2 separate regions of the Sus scrofa genome follow, and region 2 is linked to region 1. The links are chromatin contacts, called in public Hi-C maps. All regions are on one chromosome and are shown on one strand. The core of a region is the stretch at or near the end of the contact, and the rest is flanking DNA. Distances in the headings are between cores, read along the strand shown.

Region 1 (2,762 bases), core at 68-2,567:
CCACCCTCTCATTGTGCAGGAGGGGGAGTGTAAGGGCACCCAAAGTGGGAGGACACACATGGGATCAGAACTTGGCTGCTCCAACACCAACACCTGGTCTCTAGGGTCTTTGGGGGCAGCAGATAAGACTCGGAGTCAGGTCCAGGGCTCTGGCTCTGCTCCCGGCTGGCCATCTTCTAGAAGAGGCCTTCAGCTTGTAGATTCTATAGTCCCGAGATAGAGAGTGGTTGGCACACACTGAGTGTACGTGTGTGTGTGTCTATTCATTCAATAGCAAATATTTATCGAGGGCCTTGAGCCAGGCTCTACTTCAGGATCTGGAGATAAAGCAGAGTTCACAAAACAGATGAAATCCCTCCTCTGGGGTGGGGGGCTGAGCGGCGGGGTGGGGGGTGCTGACATTCCAGTGGAAAGATTTATAGTCTGTGGGAGTCTATGTAGAAGGACCCTCGTGTATCACTTGCACCCAGACTCCGGTGGGTGGAGTACGTTCCATCAGTACCATTGAGAGCCACGCCCTTCTCCGGCCTCGCTGGGCATCGCAGGCATCTTGAACAAATCCTGTGAAAGCATGTCCTGAGCCCCTACTCCACACCCTGATTCCTTGCTCTCACAGCACCCCAGGGTGCTTCATCCGGCATGTTTCACCCTGCCTCGCAGCCACCGATTTTGTTCACTGACTTGTGAAGAACTGGAGAGGGCCTGCATCTCTGTCTCCTCTGGTCCCCAGCCCCTGGGAGGCGGGAGCTCCCTGGAACCTCTTGTTGAATAGAAATCGGATTGAATGAAGCCATTGATCCTGAGCTCCGACTGCGCATCTGTAAAACGGAGGCGATAACTATCTGGACCACTCCTGATTGTCCCGCAGATCAGATGAGACAAGGAGATGAAAGGACCTTGGAACTAGCAAGCTGTTCTTATTATCCCTCATAAAAATGGCACCAGTTAAGTGCCTCCCGCTGGGAAAGGACGCAGTGCAGCAGCCGTGGAGCTCCTGGCGTTGGCTGGGGGTGAGTGCTTGTGCAGGACTATGTGTGTGAGCGAGGGCCAAGGAGGCTGCAAGGGCGGCCGGCTGCCCAGGCCAGCAGGGCCCCACTGAGTTAGCCTTCAGCAGAGGGCAGAGGGGAGGAGGGGAAAGAGAGACATCCCCATATCCATCCATTTATCCGTCTGCCTGTCTCCTGCAGCCAGAGGCCTCCAAGCAGGACGGAAGCATGGCCCGGCCGTAAATGACTGCTGGCTCCAGGCTGGCCACCCGCCCTGGCTGCCTGCACGGAAGGGCCGGACTTTACCCAGCAAATCGGGAAGGAACTGGAACCTCTGAACTTGGGACTTGGGCTCCGTCGATAAGGCCAGTGGACAAACAGAGGGCAGGGGCCGAGGCTCCCCTTTATACACACAGAAGCCCGGCTCCAGGCTGATACTGCCGAGATCTTTGCCCTTTAGTTCAAACAGGAAATCTTAAAATGGAAAATGAGCTGCGTAAGGAAGGGGCGCGGCCACCGGCCCACAGGGAAGACGGAGCAGGTTGTTCCCCATAGAGCTTCAAACTCTGGGAGGGACCCGGCCAGCCAGGGGTGCCTGGGCCACAGAGCAGGTGGCCAGGCAGGTGAGAGCAGCATCGGACCACGTTCCTAGTGTGGCCTGAGGTGGGAGGGCCAGCGAGAATTTGAGGTCTCATCTGAGCCAAAATACTCCACCTCTTCCTTGTGGTGCTTTTGGGATTAAGTTCACCTGAAGGAACCTCAGTTTCTCCATCGATAAATGGGGCTCGCAATACCATCCCCCTCAGAGAGCACACAAGAGAATCCAACTGAAGGTGTGCGTGTGCCCTGCAAATGGCAAAGCACTCGATGGGCAACCCTGCATCCTGGCCGAGCCCCCTGTACCCCCCCACACACACCCCATCCTCCCCGCCCCCAGCCCCAAAAGTATTTCACAATCAAGAGGGGAAATCCAAAATAACATCTCCGCCTCCCCCAGGCCACCCCCACACATCCCCATGCGAGCAGTTCAAAGAGAAAATTAGGAGAAGATAAATAATTAGAGAACCCCAGCAGTCTCCCTGCTGAGGTTTCCAAGTAATTATTCACCTGTAAATTACTCCTCTCACCTTAATTCTATCTCCAGATCCTCTTGACAAGGTAAATTCATTTATTTACATCGCTAACTACCCTGCTTTGGTAAACAGTCCAACAAGCTTGGATGGCCCATTAAAGAAATAAAAAGTTGAAGAAGTAAGGCAGGAGAGAGAGAAAGACGTTAACTCTTGGTCATTACTGGCACTTACAGAATTAACCTTCGAGGGTAATTAATGAGGAATCAAAGCCAAGGAAAACCTCATCCTCTGCCAAGAGGGAGCCCGTCACAGCAGGGTGGGAACTGCAGGAGGCCCCTGCAGGAGGCCCATACCTCCTGCAGCACTAGGTGTCAAGGGGAGATTACTGGAAGGTTCTGGGCAGTGGTGCGAGCTGTGCTTTCACCAAGAGCCCTCCTTATCTGGTGAAGCCACTCCTTCTTATTCACAGACCCCCAACCAAGGCCTGGCACTCAATCTATAGTTGCTGAAGGAATGATTCAACATACTATTCATTATTCAACCTGTCAGATTTGTCTGACTCCACAGCCGCTCTGTTGAATTAAAGCCACCATAGTCTTTTTTTTTTTTTTTTTTTTTTTTTTTTTTTTGGGGTCTTTTCGCCTCTTCTTGAGCTGCTCCCGCAGCATATGGACGTTCCCAGGCTAGGTATCCAATCGGAGCT
Region 2 (2,762 bases), core at 84-2,583, 130 kb before region 1:
CCACTTGACATAGCTTTTATTTGCTCGACTGTTTTATTTGGGGAAAGTGCTTCTTACAAAAGCGCAGCTGGAAAATGCAGGGACCTCTGCAACAATAACTTGTTATTTTTCTGAAAGGATGGGTGGGATCTGAGAAATCAAAGCAGGAGATGGACAAATCAGAGGCCTCGCCGAGTCATTTTCAGGACACGGAGCAACAAAACGCCAAAGCTAAAATTTCCAGTCAAGGCATTCTTGTTCTTTGTAGGAACTATTTACCACTTGATACAGTGTCATGTCTTCATTTGTGGGAAATGCACTAGAAGGAAAGTTCTGTGAGGACAGGGACCTTTTTGTTCTGTGCACTACTAAAGCCCACGTTCCTGGTTTTCCTGGTGCCTCATAGGCACGTCTGAAAATGAGGGAAGAAGGGAGGGAGGGAGGGGTTCCAGGGAGGGAAGGCCCTGGTTGGCCTCCTTTTCATGCCACGTGGTGTCTCTCCTGCAGACCGACCCCAGCCTGGTGGCCCATGCCTTCCAAGAGAAATGACTTTTGCTACCACTTCTTAAACTGCCATGGAACCAGTGCGGGCACCACATCGGGCCATGTGGACACGTGACTACCTTCATCTCACCAGCTCTGAGGTCTCTATCTGCTTTGACTCGGCCTCGACACGCATGATGTTCAGGGCTGTATCCCTCTTGGTTGCTGGGGGCTGTCCTCTACATGGGAGCGTGGTCACCGTGCCTGGCTTCTCCCCACCAGATGCCAGGGGTGCCCCTGCCCCCTGTGACTGCCAAAACATGTCTCCAGACATTGCCGTGTCCCCAGGGGGTGAGATCCTCTGTGTTCATCCTCTGAAGGCGGAAAGCGAGGCCCAGTGAAGCTGAGTGATGCTGAATGCTCTATCAGAGGCTGGCATGCACCCTGGGTCTGTCCTGCTTGGGAGCCAGCATCCTCCCCACCTCCCTGGCAGGGCAGGGCTGGCTCGCAGGGAGCAGTCACTGTGGAGACCCAGAGCCTCTGCCCAGGCCCTGCTGGTGTCCTGGCGACGGCAGAGCCAAGCCTCTGACGTGTGGGCAGAGCCTTCCCAAGCAGCCTGAAAAACACTTACTCACACTCTGGCCATGCCTGGGAAGCATCACCCGTGATAAATCATATCTCTTAATTATCTGCGATTTCTGGGGCCAGCCAAGATTTCCTTTTCGTGACAAATATTTTCTCTGAGATTCCTTCCCTCCACCCACCCCCCTCTCCCCCCAAAAGGAAAAGCAAAGCTTAAGGGGAGCCCAGGGCTGCTCTCCTCAGCAGGAGCCCAGACAGCTCCGGTCAGCTGGCCAGACCCGCCCAGCCCTGCTACAACTGGGTTCTTGCCTGGGCCTGTCTCTTCCCTCCGTGCTTTGAGTAGTGAAATCCTCAGGTTTCTGTTTTGTTTCTGTTTTTTGTTTTCTGAGAAGGATTTCTGAACATTCACTTACTCAGCTGAGCCCTGCTTGAAGTCATTGTCAGAGAGACAGGAAGATGGAAAGGGAAGGAAATGGGGTTGGGGGTGAAAAGGGCAAGGTTCAAGGTGCCTTGAACCTGCTGCAGAAAAAGTTACTTCACCCCTCTAGGGCCCCTGTGAACTGTAAGGACAGTGTCCAGGCTTCTCAGCCTTCCCAACTTCTAGCTCTTCACCCTCTGAGGCTTTATCTCCCCCTATTTCTCCCTATACCCCAGTCAAGTTGAACCCATTCACTACCTTTTAAATAAGATTTCACATGTTACTGTCTTTATAATGAATGCTTTTCTCGCTTCTCTTCTCAGAAAACTTCTATTCATCCTTTGAAACCCAATGTAAATATCCCCTCCTTTTCTAACCTCCTGCCCCATCCCTAGACCAAGTTCATCTCTCCCTCTTTGGGATCCCTCAGCAGCTTATACAGAAATCATTTTAACCCATTTTACCCTACTAGAGATATTTGTATAATAGGATTCCAGGGGAAAAGCTGAGTCAGAGACCAGAACAACCAAAGATTCTCAACAAAGACGTGAAAGATGTTCATTATTTTCCTCTAGGGTCGTCCTGTCTGACCCAGCATGGTTTTCCTTGGTTCAGTAACACATATGACTTCCATGGGTGCATCTTCTCGATAAAAAAAAACTTGCAGAGATGCTTTCTAGCACTCAGAGACCCTCACCTGTCACCTATTTTGTTCTAGATTCTGACGCGATGACACAGGCAACCGCTTTCTATGACAACAATGTGAGTTCTGGTTACCGTTGGTGCCATTGTTCTGGAGCCAGGTTCATTGAAGGCATTGATCCCAGTCTGTGCCTTCCTCTTGGCATATAAAGGTAGAGGGCAGGGGAGTGGAGTGCCTAGTCCAAGGTGGCACGGACAGCAGAGAGCTGGTGTTCACCCCAGCCAGTGAGCCTCCAGCCATGTATCCTCACCTTCCCCTCAGGCCACCCACAACCTGGCTGAGACACAGGCTGCTGCTCTTCTGGGTTGTTTTTTATTTTTTGTTTTTTGGTTTTTTGTTTTGTTTTGTTTTGTTTTTTTGTCTTTTCAGGGCCGCACATGTGGCATATAGAGGTTCCCAGGCTGGGAGTCGCATTGGAGCTACAGCTCCTGGCCTACACCAGAGCCACAGCAACACAGGATCTCAGCCGCGTCTGTGACCTACTCCACAGCTCACAGAAACACTAGATCCTTAACCCACTGAGTGAGGCCAGGGATCGAACCCACGTCCTCATGGATGTCAGATTCGTTTCCGCTAAGCCACGATGGGAACTCCTGC

What was found. Hi-C and Micro-C count contacts between places; a contact is called where the count stands out from the background.
Region 2: a Hi-C map of liver shows a contact between it and region 1, with 2.4 times the contacts expected there. The contact joins two enhancer-like sites. A contact is called at or near these places in 3 of 47 Hi-C or Micro-C datasets (epiblast stem cells and liver).

What each region holds. Positions count from the first base shown.
Region 1 is chr1:248,690,751-248,693,512 of Sscrofa11.1, reverse strand. No RefSeq gene overlaps it. Among named protein-coding and RNA genes, the nearest start is that of KLF4, 83 kb to the right of the region's middle. Within about 2 kb of position 1,317, at least 25 of the 83 cell types and tissues checked have an H3K27ac peak or open chromatin away from gene starts, as enhancers often do. A contact at or near this core is called in liver, where this site is marked.
Region 2 is chr1:248,821,197-248,823,958 of Sscrofa11.1, reverse strand. No RefSeq gene overlaps it. Among named protein-coding and RNA genes, the nearest start is that of KLF4, 210 kb to the right of the region's middle. Within about 2 kb of position 1,333, at least 35 of the 83 cell types and tissues checked have an H3K27ac peak or open chromatin away from gene starts, as enhancers often do. A contact at or near this core is called in liver, where this site is marked.